Linked DNA regions of Mus musculus: regions 1 and 2 are each linked to region 3. The links are chromatin contacts, called in public HiChIP or PLAC-seq maps. All regions are on one chromosome and are shown on one strand. Each heading gives the region's core, a stretch centred on a gene start, on an enhancer-like site or on the middle of the called end of the contact. The rest is flanking DNA. Distances are from core to core; before and after follow the strand shown.

Region 1 (2,756 bases), core at 28-2,527, 170 kb after region 3:
TACTGTCCCTAGCTTCAACTGTTTGTTTGGTTTTGGAGAAAGGGTTTCTTTCTCTGTGTAAGCCTGGCTGTCCATGAACTCAGGGATCTGCCTGCCTCTGCCTCCTAAGCACTGGGATTAAAGGCATGCGTGCGTGCTGTGGCTCAGGGCATACCGAGGTGACTAAGGGAGTAAGAGAATGGCAAATCCCTCAGGACTTAAGTCACAGATGATTGTAAGCCACCATATGGGTGCTAGGAATGGAATCTGGATCTTCTGAAAGAGCAGGAAAGATGTTGAACCATCCCCAGCCCTAAGTTTCTGTTGCTGTATTAAGACAAGCTCACAGTATAAGGCCCTTGCTGGTCTAGAACTCCCTCAAAACTACATAGATCCACCTGCTTCTGTCTCAGGATTGCTGGGGATTAAATGTAGACACCATTATGACCAGAAACTACTTTTAATAAGAGGTTCAAAATGGTTATAGTACACAACCATTTTATAAGCAACCAAAACAAAGATATCAGCCCAGGAAGATGTGGCCTTCGCTTTCCTAGTTAACACCAAATTAAAAAAAAAAAAATCACGGAATTTACCTAACATAATCTTCACCATTTTAAAAAGTACTGTTGTGCTGGCGCATGCCTACAATTCCAGCCAACAGTCCCGAGGAGAGGGCAGTAAAATCTCAAGTTTAAGGCCAGCCTGGCTTCTACAGCAAGATCGGGCCTCAACCTCTCCATCAAATTTAAGTGCACCTTCACGGATATTCACAATGCCATGAAACCGACAGCAAAATCGGCCGCACATCTAACACAAGACACTGATTGCATCAGCCTTTCATCACAGATAGTGGCCAGCGATGACCTCAGAGGGAGCCGTTGGAGTCACCCAAGTGACCTTAGGCCAGTCATTTCGATATGATAAGAACTCCTCCACGTCTGCCCCGCGAGGGCGTCGGAAGGAGAGGTGCGCGGCTGTACCCCGCCCGCCCCGCACTCACGCGGCGCCACGCGCAGGATGCGCTCGCGAGTGCGGCGCAGCACGTTGGGGATGCCTTTGCTGAAATAGCTTGGGAAGGCGCGCTGCTCAAAGGGCGACAAGCTGTAGGAGATCACGTGCCGTATCCGCGCCAGGTTCCCAAACTCGCGGCCCATGGTGACGGCGGCCCTGGGACAGAAGATAGACGCGTGGCTCAGTCTCGCGAAAAACCTCCCACGGCCTAACACCGACCCCCAGGATCGGTCACCTCTACCTCCAGAGCTCTGAGCCGGCTTTCGCCCGTCACTTCCGGGAGGAGCGGAAGCCGAGCCTAGAGAACGTGAAGTCATTTCCGGGAACTACCATTTTCTTTCGATCTCAAGGGGGAGACTCAAAAAAAAAATTGTCAGTTGACCTGAGTGGGCGTGGCCTGACCTTCGTGTAGCCGGAAAGGACCAGTACCAAGAGGGCTGGGCGGAGCTTAGAGGCGCTTCTAGCGACACGTGGGTGGGGCTTATAGAGGTGCTTGTGGGCTTACGGTAAGTAGTGAACGCACGGGAGAGGTTGATGTTGCCAAGGGGCGGGGCTTGAAGAGGAATGGTGGCTTGGTGGGAGGGGTGCCAAGCAAGTGGGCGGGGCTTATTAGCCACCCTGGGGATCTTAGGTGGATACGTCCGTAAGGTCCCCCGTCGAGAGGTGCACGGGGCGGGGCCTATAGGTGCATGGGGCGCGGATTAGGGTGATGGGCGTGGCTTAGGAGCACCTGGGTGTTCCAAGAGGCGGTCCTTTCCGCTCAGTACCAGGCCTTTGCATAACAGCCGGCAGCTGCTCAAAAATTAAAAAGAAAAAACAAAAAGACTTGTTCTCCTCGTTCTTCTGCTGTCCCTTACTCTCCACCAGGTATATGTGGTCCTCATAACCAAAAGGGCCTTCACTGACCACAGTACAAAATTAAGGACACGGATCTAGAGCTTTGGTACACACTGCCTAGCAAGCCACTGGCAGGCTGTAGACTTGTCCAAGATGTGACATAAACGTTTCTCCCAGTTCAGCCACGAACGAGTGTGGCAGTTGTCAGACGCACATAGTGGTGATGGGAGCCAAGGAGAAAGTGGTGGGTTTGGGCTGAGTGTGTCATCAAACCCAGACCCCACTCTCTAAGGAACTGTTATGTTTTCTCTAAAGTGCATTCATTCTCCTAGCTAATATTATCCTGTGGGACTCACCGCCCTTTCTCCTCCTCTCAGTGGCTGTAAATGGGTTAACTGGCTGTAAATAATCTGGCAATCAAACTGGGGCAGTTTGGCGGTGAGCTTCAGTTTTGCAAGAGTACTTCAGCCTTATCTATCTGGTGCTGGGCAAACTGATTTTTTTTTTATCCTGTGTCATTAGTGTGTTTTGACTTTCTCCCAAGAGATAGTCTCCTTCCAAGGGGTGCTAGATAGCCTTTCATGGTGCACCTGCACATTCTCCCCCCCACCTCCACCCTGCCCCCATTTTCCTTAAACATTATCTAGCTTGATCTCACCTCCAAGGCCGGGACACAAATACTTTAATCAAGGACTAAAACACTGTCCTGATTTCTGCCATCTGGGTGGTTGGTTAAAGAATAAATACGATGTCTATTTAATTGCATTTGCTGATGTCTCAAGATTTTTCAACCAAAGTATAGTCAAGTGAATTGTAGACCAAAACAAGGGCATCAGGATATTGTACTGTCACTACATTTTAAAATATGTATTTGGTATGTAAGTGCTAGGGGTGTAGGTCAGAAGACGAGCTGTAGAAGTCTCTTC
Region 2 (2,700 bases), core at 112-2,611, 210 kb after region 3:
CAGGTAATGCCCAGGTGTTGGGGGATGGCGGCAAGCAGCCAGACCTTGAGCTCTTGTCTGCACCAGAGCCTTTTCTGATTCAGTATCCCGTCTACTTCCAGCACCTCCTACCGGCAGTATGAAAACGACTTAAGCAAAAAAGCTGGTCAGATTGCAGTTTCAGCAGAGAGACCCCTCCATGAGACTCCAGGGATCACGGGTACAGAGGACTGTGGGCAAGCGGTGAACGGCTCTGTGGATCTCTCCAGACCCACAAGCATTCCAGAGACTACAAATGACGACATCCCAACCTTTGACACTAATGGGACCACTGACCCCTCTGCAGCTACAGAGAAAAAACCCCTCAAGCCTCCCCCAGTCGATGTCTTGAGACCTTCAGACTCTGAGACTCCAGGGTCCCCTCACCACACTTCCCTGACTTGGGGCCAGTTTGATTCCAAGACTACTTGGCCTAGTCGGCATTTTGAGGCGCTGGTTCAAGAGCTGGCCAGACTGGATCCCTCTTTGAGCCGTACTCTTGCCGCCCAGCCCGGTCCAGAGCCACCGCAGGGCCTGCTGGATGGGCTTTTTCCTGTCGAAGAGATCCGAAGTGCGATGAGGCCAGCCCTTGAGGAGATGGGAGAGAAGGCTGCTGGCGCATCGGAGGAAGGGTGAGCATTAAGGACTCCTGATTCTGAGTATCTGCAGTCTAAGGCAGAAAGATTCAGAGAACTTTGGCTTTGTCCTCAGGTCTTGTGGACACCACCTCACGCAGGACCTGCAGACTTCCCAAGAGGCATCAAGGTCTGAAAACTCTACCCCCGACCCTGACCAATCAAGTGGCCAGGAATTCCCAGAAGGAAACAGCACCCAGGCCAAGAAAGTGAGTGGGGGAAGGGGTGGGGTGGGTAGGGGGATGGAAGCTGGGTGGGGCCGCGGCTTAGTGTCTGGTTGGAGAAATCCAGACTTGGCCCAGTTTTTGAATACTTAGGCCCTCCCGGTAGGTGGAACTAGCCCGCCTCCTCCAAAAGATGCTGCAGGATCTTCACGCTGAGCAGGAGCGACTGCGGGGGACCGCCGCAGACTGGACCCAACGCAACGGAGCTCTAGAGGCTGCTGTGAGCCAGGCCTGTACACCCCGGGAGCTGGAACGGTTCCGCCGGTTCATGACTGATCTAGAGCGTGTGCTTGGTCTGCTGCTGCTGCTAGGCAGTCGCCTGGTCCGTGTAAACCTCGCCTTGGCTAGGGCGGGCTCAAACAGCGACCCTGATGAGAGGGTAAAATAGGTTGAGGTTGGGGGAAGAGCAGGGTTTGGAGGGGCCTTCCTTCTACCGCCCGGATCATCCGGGAAGCAACGGTGTTCACTGCGCCCTCTCCCGGTGGTTCCAGGCCTCTCTGCTGCAGCGACTCCAACTTCTGCAGCGACAGCAAGAAGAAGCTAAGGAGCTGAAGGAGCACGTGGCTCGGCGGGAGCAAACCCTGCGTCAGGTGTTGGAGCGGGAGCTGCCCGCAGAGCATCTGCGCTCCTATTGTGTGCTGCTGGCCTCCAAGGCCAGGATCCTGTCACAGCAGCGCAGCCTGGACGATCGAATCCGGTTCCTTAAGGACCAACTGGACACTATCTGGAGCGACCTCAGCCATCATCCCCTTTCTCCCAGACTGACCTGGGCCCCAGCAATCCGTCCTCTAAACAAACAACCTTTTCTTGCTACCCTTATCTAGTTACATGTAGCGGAGGTGGGAACATTGTCCCAGGCTCACCCACAACTGGGGCGATGCTTTATAGAGAGCTTTCCCTTGAGGGAGTAGGGAGGAGTCAGACCAGGCCTTCCTAGGACACATCTTCCCACGGTGTTCTCCTGTGACCTTATTCAAGTTTGTAATTCTTTGGGAATTTGTGGGTCGTAAAAACTGCAGTATTCAAAGCCTGGCCTGGTGGTGTAGCTGTACTCCCCGCTATATGGGAAGCTGAAGATTTCAAGTGTAAGGTCTATCCGGGCTACAAAGGGAACTCAAAGCCAGCCTGGACAACTTAGGAGACTCTCCCTCAAAATAAGACGTAAAAAGAGGGCTGCAGGGTTTCGGGTTAGGTATACAGGGTTGGGGGAGGTCTGCCTCCACAAAAGACAGAAAAAAGAAGTCTGCAGGGGTGGGAGTTGGGGATACAGGGTTGGGGGTGTGTGTGTGTGTGAAGAGATGGACCAGCAGTTAAGATCACGTGCTGTTCTGCCAGAGGACCTGGGTTTTATTTCACGCATCTATGGTATATGGCCCACACCCGTCTGTAACTCCAGTTCCAGGGAATCTGACACTCTCTGGTTTGCACACAGGTAATGCACAGACATACATGCAGGCACAACACCCCTAAATAAACAAATAAATATAAAAGTAACTTAAAGAGAGGGCTACAGATAGAGCTGTAGAGTGCTTGCTTGCCATGTGTGAGAGTCTGGGTTCAAGCCCTCATAGAGCGACCACAAAAACAAAGCACAAGCCGGGCGTAGTGGTGCACGCCTTTAATCCCAGCACTTGGGAGGCAGAGGCAGGCAGATCTCTGAGTTCAAGGCCAGCCTGGTCTACAGAGTGAGTTCCAGGACAGCCAGGGCTACACAGAAAAACCCTGTCTCATAAAACAAAACAAAAACAAACAAACAAACAAAAACAACAACAACAAAAACAAAAAAACCAAAGAACAAAACCAAAAAAAAAAAAAAAAAAAAA
Region 3 (2,883 bases), core at 325-2,824:
AGCCCAAGGCATGACCTGAGGCTGGGTGTGGCAATACATACCTTTAATCCCACCCTGGGGAGGCAGCAGCAAGCAGATCTGAATCTGAGGCCAGCATGGTCCATAAAGGTGAGTTTCAACCAACCAGCGTCTGACTTCTCCCTACATAGGACCCATGCCATGGCAGTAAAGGGCTCACTACTTCAACCCTATTGCCTCACCACAGGGCATGTCCCCAACTAGCCAGGCATCAGTTCCTAGCAGATTCTGGCCCTACTCAGTCCTGGCACTTATGTTAATACTCTGTGCCATCTACCTTCTACCATCAAATCTAAAGGCCAGCCTCGCAGAAGATTACTATACCAAGAACACTGGATTGCTATTCTCAGGGGCAGAGGGCTCCAAAATAAGCACACAGGCAAGCAGCTAAGGCAGGATGATGGACTGCATTCAGGCCAGCTTATTCTGTTGACAGTCTCCCCCAGCCTGCCCCTACCCACCCACCCACATATATAACTACTCAAGTAAGTCCCCTACACACACACACACACACACACACACACACACACACAAACAGCCCACTTAAGAAAATTAAGAAAACCATTCAAGTTAAGACAGGTTTCTTTTATTAGTTTTTCCTAAACTTTGTCTCATGTTAACTGTTTTTCTTAGTGTAAGAATGTGACCTAGAGTTTTTAACAAACCAGTTTGGATAATGCAACCCGGATAAACACTTGTTTGCACACAAGTCATCAGTTGCCATCTGGCCAGCCTCCACATACATCCAATCGGTCTACAGACATAGCAGAAGCAGACCATCTGATTTCTAGCTTTTAATCTTAAACTTCAAATTCACCCCCATCCCAGCACCCAAACCCTCCCACCCCCACCCCCACACACAAATGTTTATGAGTTCTTCATTAAGGACAGTCAGTTGCATAAGAGCTGGCTTAATCCTGCAGCCTGCATTTGAAAAAGCTCTTGGCCTCAGAGCAAGGCCAGTGGGAACTCTTACAGCACTCAAGGAAGCAGAGCATACATTTGGCCTGGGGTTCCAGGCCTGTACTGAGCGGGAGTCCAGCTGCTCACATAAGCATGCATTCCTTCCTTTCCAACTGCCTCTAGAGCACTTGAGAGCTATAGCACTTCCTGTGTGGACAGACAGATGCATAGTGATTCTAACTATGCATGGTTGAACCCTATTTCCAACAAGCAAAAATAAACAGAGGCTCTGTTACAGAGATCAGCGATTACAAAGACCCAGAACATAACCGACACTTGTAACTAAGGCAGGTAACCAGCTCTGACCTCTACTGCAGGCATCCACCCTTGTTTGCAGAACATCTCTTTCCTGTAGACTGGCCCCAGGAGTATGTGGTGCCCTGACACTGGCTTCAGTCGGCAATGAGGTGTTCTTGTGACCTTGGGCACCTTGTCTTTTATACCAATTTCAGACTTGTCCAGGGCAACGCAGTGCAATAGCTTTACAATCTGTCAGCTGTTTTAACATACAGATTGGCAGATTCAAGACACATTAACACAAAAGATACCAAACAAAGAGCCTCGAACTCTCATCCTGTCCCATTCAAACTTCTAATTTACATACATCTACCACCACTCGAGCGGGTCAGGGTACAAATCTTTCCACCATACTAAGGATGGACTGCTCAGATTTACCATGCCTACACCCAACTGTGTTATTTACAACCCAACCTTAAGGTTAAACTACACTTTGATGCTTCAGTATTAGTGAATGTACTTTTAGGAAGTACAGGAAAGCAGAGTCCCTTGACACACTAAAGCTCGCTCTAAGTGAAGAGGGCACATAGCATTTATACTGCTTAAGGATGGAGGAGGAAGACTGGGCTGGGGATAGAGGGATGAGAGCAGGCTCTGCTGCGCTCTGCACTCTCCTAGTGTTAATCCATGCTTGGCCATCCTGACCCTCAGAAATGGAGAAAGCACCAGCCCCACAACCCCACAGGCAGAGAATGCTGGTGGTGATCTCCACCTAGACCTTCCAAGGCGTAATACGAACTTCTGTCATGTATAAGGAAAAGCCTGCCTGGTGGCTGTCGCGGCTTTTGTTAGAGCTCAGTTTCCCCAAACACACTTCACCTTGTAGAAGCATGATTAAAACAAGGATGGAGGCGAGAGCTCAGATAGACTAGCTGGGCTCTTAAACAGGACCGTAATGAAGAGAGAACAGTGCACTTCATCTCTGGATCTAACTATTTAGAAGTCAAAATGCTCTGTATATTACCTATATACCCCACCCCCGAGGTCCCCTAAAAACTGACTAAGAAATCTCCAGTATTTGCTTGCTCTAGTTGATATTCAGAACAAAGTTGACAACTTAAAGCTTTATAATAGTCTGTTTTAATATAAACAAGTGTTGGAATCAATCAATGTCCATCTCAGGAAGCTTCTTGTCGCCATCAGAAGGCACAGCTGTGTCTGCACCGTGCTCAGCAGCCTGGGAGCCTGGGTTGTCTCCTTGGCCATCCACTGGTCCATTCTGCTCAGCATGTTTTGGTTCCTCCTTTGGGGGTTCCACTTTGGGTTTGGGTTTTGAAATTATAGGACTGCAAATACTTGTCAGCTCCTAGAATGGTAAAGAAAACTATAGTTTCTTATAAATGAAACAAATTTTATATGACATGCTAAGTAAACCCCAATACCTAAGCCATAATGAAATCCCAACTGTTAATAACAAAGAGCTGCTAAGAAATGTCCAGGGCCCGGCATGGTGGCACACGCCTTTAATTCAGGCAGAGGCAGAGAGACAGAGGCAGATGGATTTCTGAGTTCAAGGCCAGCCTGGTCTACAGAGTGAGTTCTAGGAGAGCCAGGGCTATACAGAGAAACCCTGTCTCAAAAAAAAAAAAAAGAAAGAAAGAGAGA

Evidence for each region. HiChIP or PLAC-seq counts read pairs in DNA pulled down with a chosen protein or histone mark.
Region 1: an H3K27ac HiChIP or PLAC-seq map of embryonic stem cells shows a contact between it and region 3, with 5 times the contacts expected there. The contact joins the promoter of Uqcrq here to the enhancer-like site in region 3. A contact is called at or near these places in 1 of 39 promoter capture datasets (embryonic stem cells), 1 of 15 datasets of contacts at CTCF or cohesin (the G1E-ER4 cell line), 3 of 484 Hi-C or Micro-C datasets (the G1E-ER4 cell line and the HL-1 cell line), 12 of 115 datasets of contacts at active chromatin or transcription factors (CD8 T cells, embryonic stem cells, epiblast stem cells and 2 more) and 4 of 9 other capture datasets (adipose tissue, embryonic stem cells, liver and 1 more).
Region 2: an H3K4me3 HiChIP or PLAC-seq map of embryonic stem cells shows a contact between it and region 3, with 2.2 times the contacts expected there. The contact joins two enhancer-like sites. A contact is called at or near these places in 8 of 39 promoter capture datasets (the C10 cell line, cranial neural crest, embryonic stem cells and 4 more), 2 of 484 Hi-C or Micro-C datasets (embryonic stem cells and uterus), 4 of 115 datasets of contacts at active chromatin or transcription factors (embryonic stem cells and stem cell-derived neural progenitor cells) and 4 of 9 other capture datasets (adipose tissue, embryonic stem cells, liver and 1 more).

The regions. Positions count from the first base shown.
Region 1 is chr11:53,429,554-53,432,309 of GRCm38.p6, forward strand. Uqcrq (ubiquinol-cytochrome c reductase, complex III subunit VII) reads right to left here and starts at 1,278. Exons shown (of 2, transcript NM_025352.3): 1 at 983-1,278. The coding sequence starts at 1,136. It also overlaps a transcript of Gdf9 not described here.
Region 2 is chr11:53,465,395-53,468,094 of GRCm38.p6, forward strand. Shroom1 (shroom family member 1) reads left to right here. Exons shown (of 8, transcript NM_027917.3): 5 at 102-650; 6 at 730-862; 7 at 984-1,256; 8 at 1,369-2,372. The coding sequence ends at 1,701. Among named protein-coding and RNA genes, the nearest start is that of Shroom1, 9.5 kb to the left of the region's middle. Within about 2 kb of position 1,362, at least 46 of the 459 cell types and tissues checked have an H3K27ac peak or open chromatin away from gene starts, as enhancers often do. A contact at or near this core is called in embryonic stem cells, where this site is marked.
Region 3 is chr11:53,259,232-53,262,114 of GRCm38.p6, forward strand. Hspa4 (heat shock protein 4) reads right to left here. Exons shown (of 19, transcript NM_008300.3): 19 at 583-2,584. The coding sequence ends at 2,381. Among named protein-coding and RNA genes, the nearest start is that of Hspa4, 40 kb to the right of the region's middle. Within about 2 kb of position 1,575, at least 19 of the 459 cell types and tissues checked have an H3K27ac peak or open chromatin away from gene starts, as enhancers often do. A contact at or near this core is called in embryonic stem cells, where this site is marked.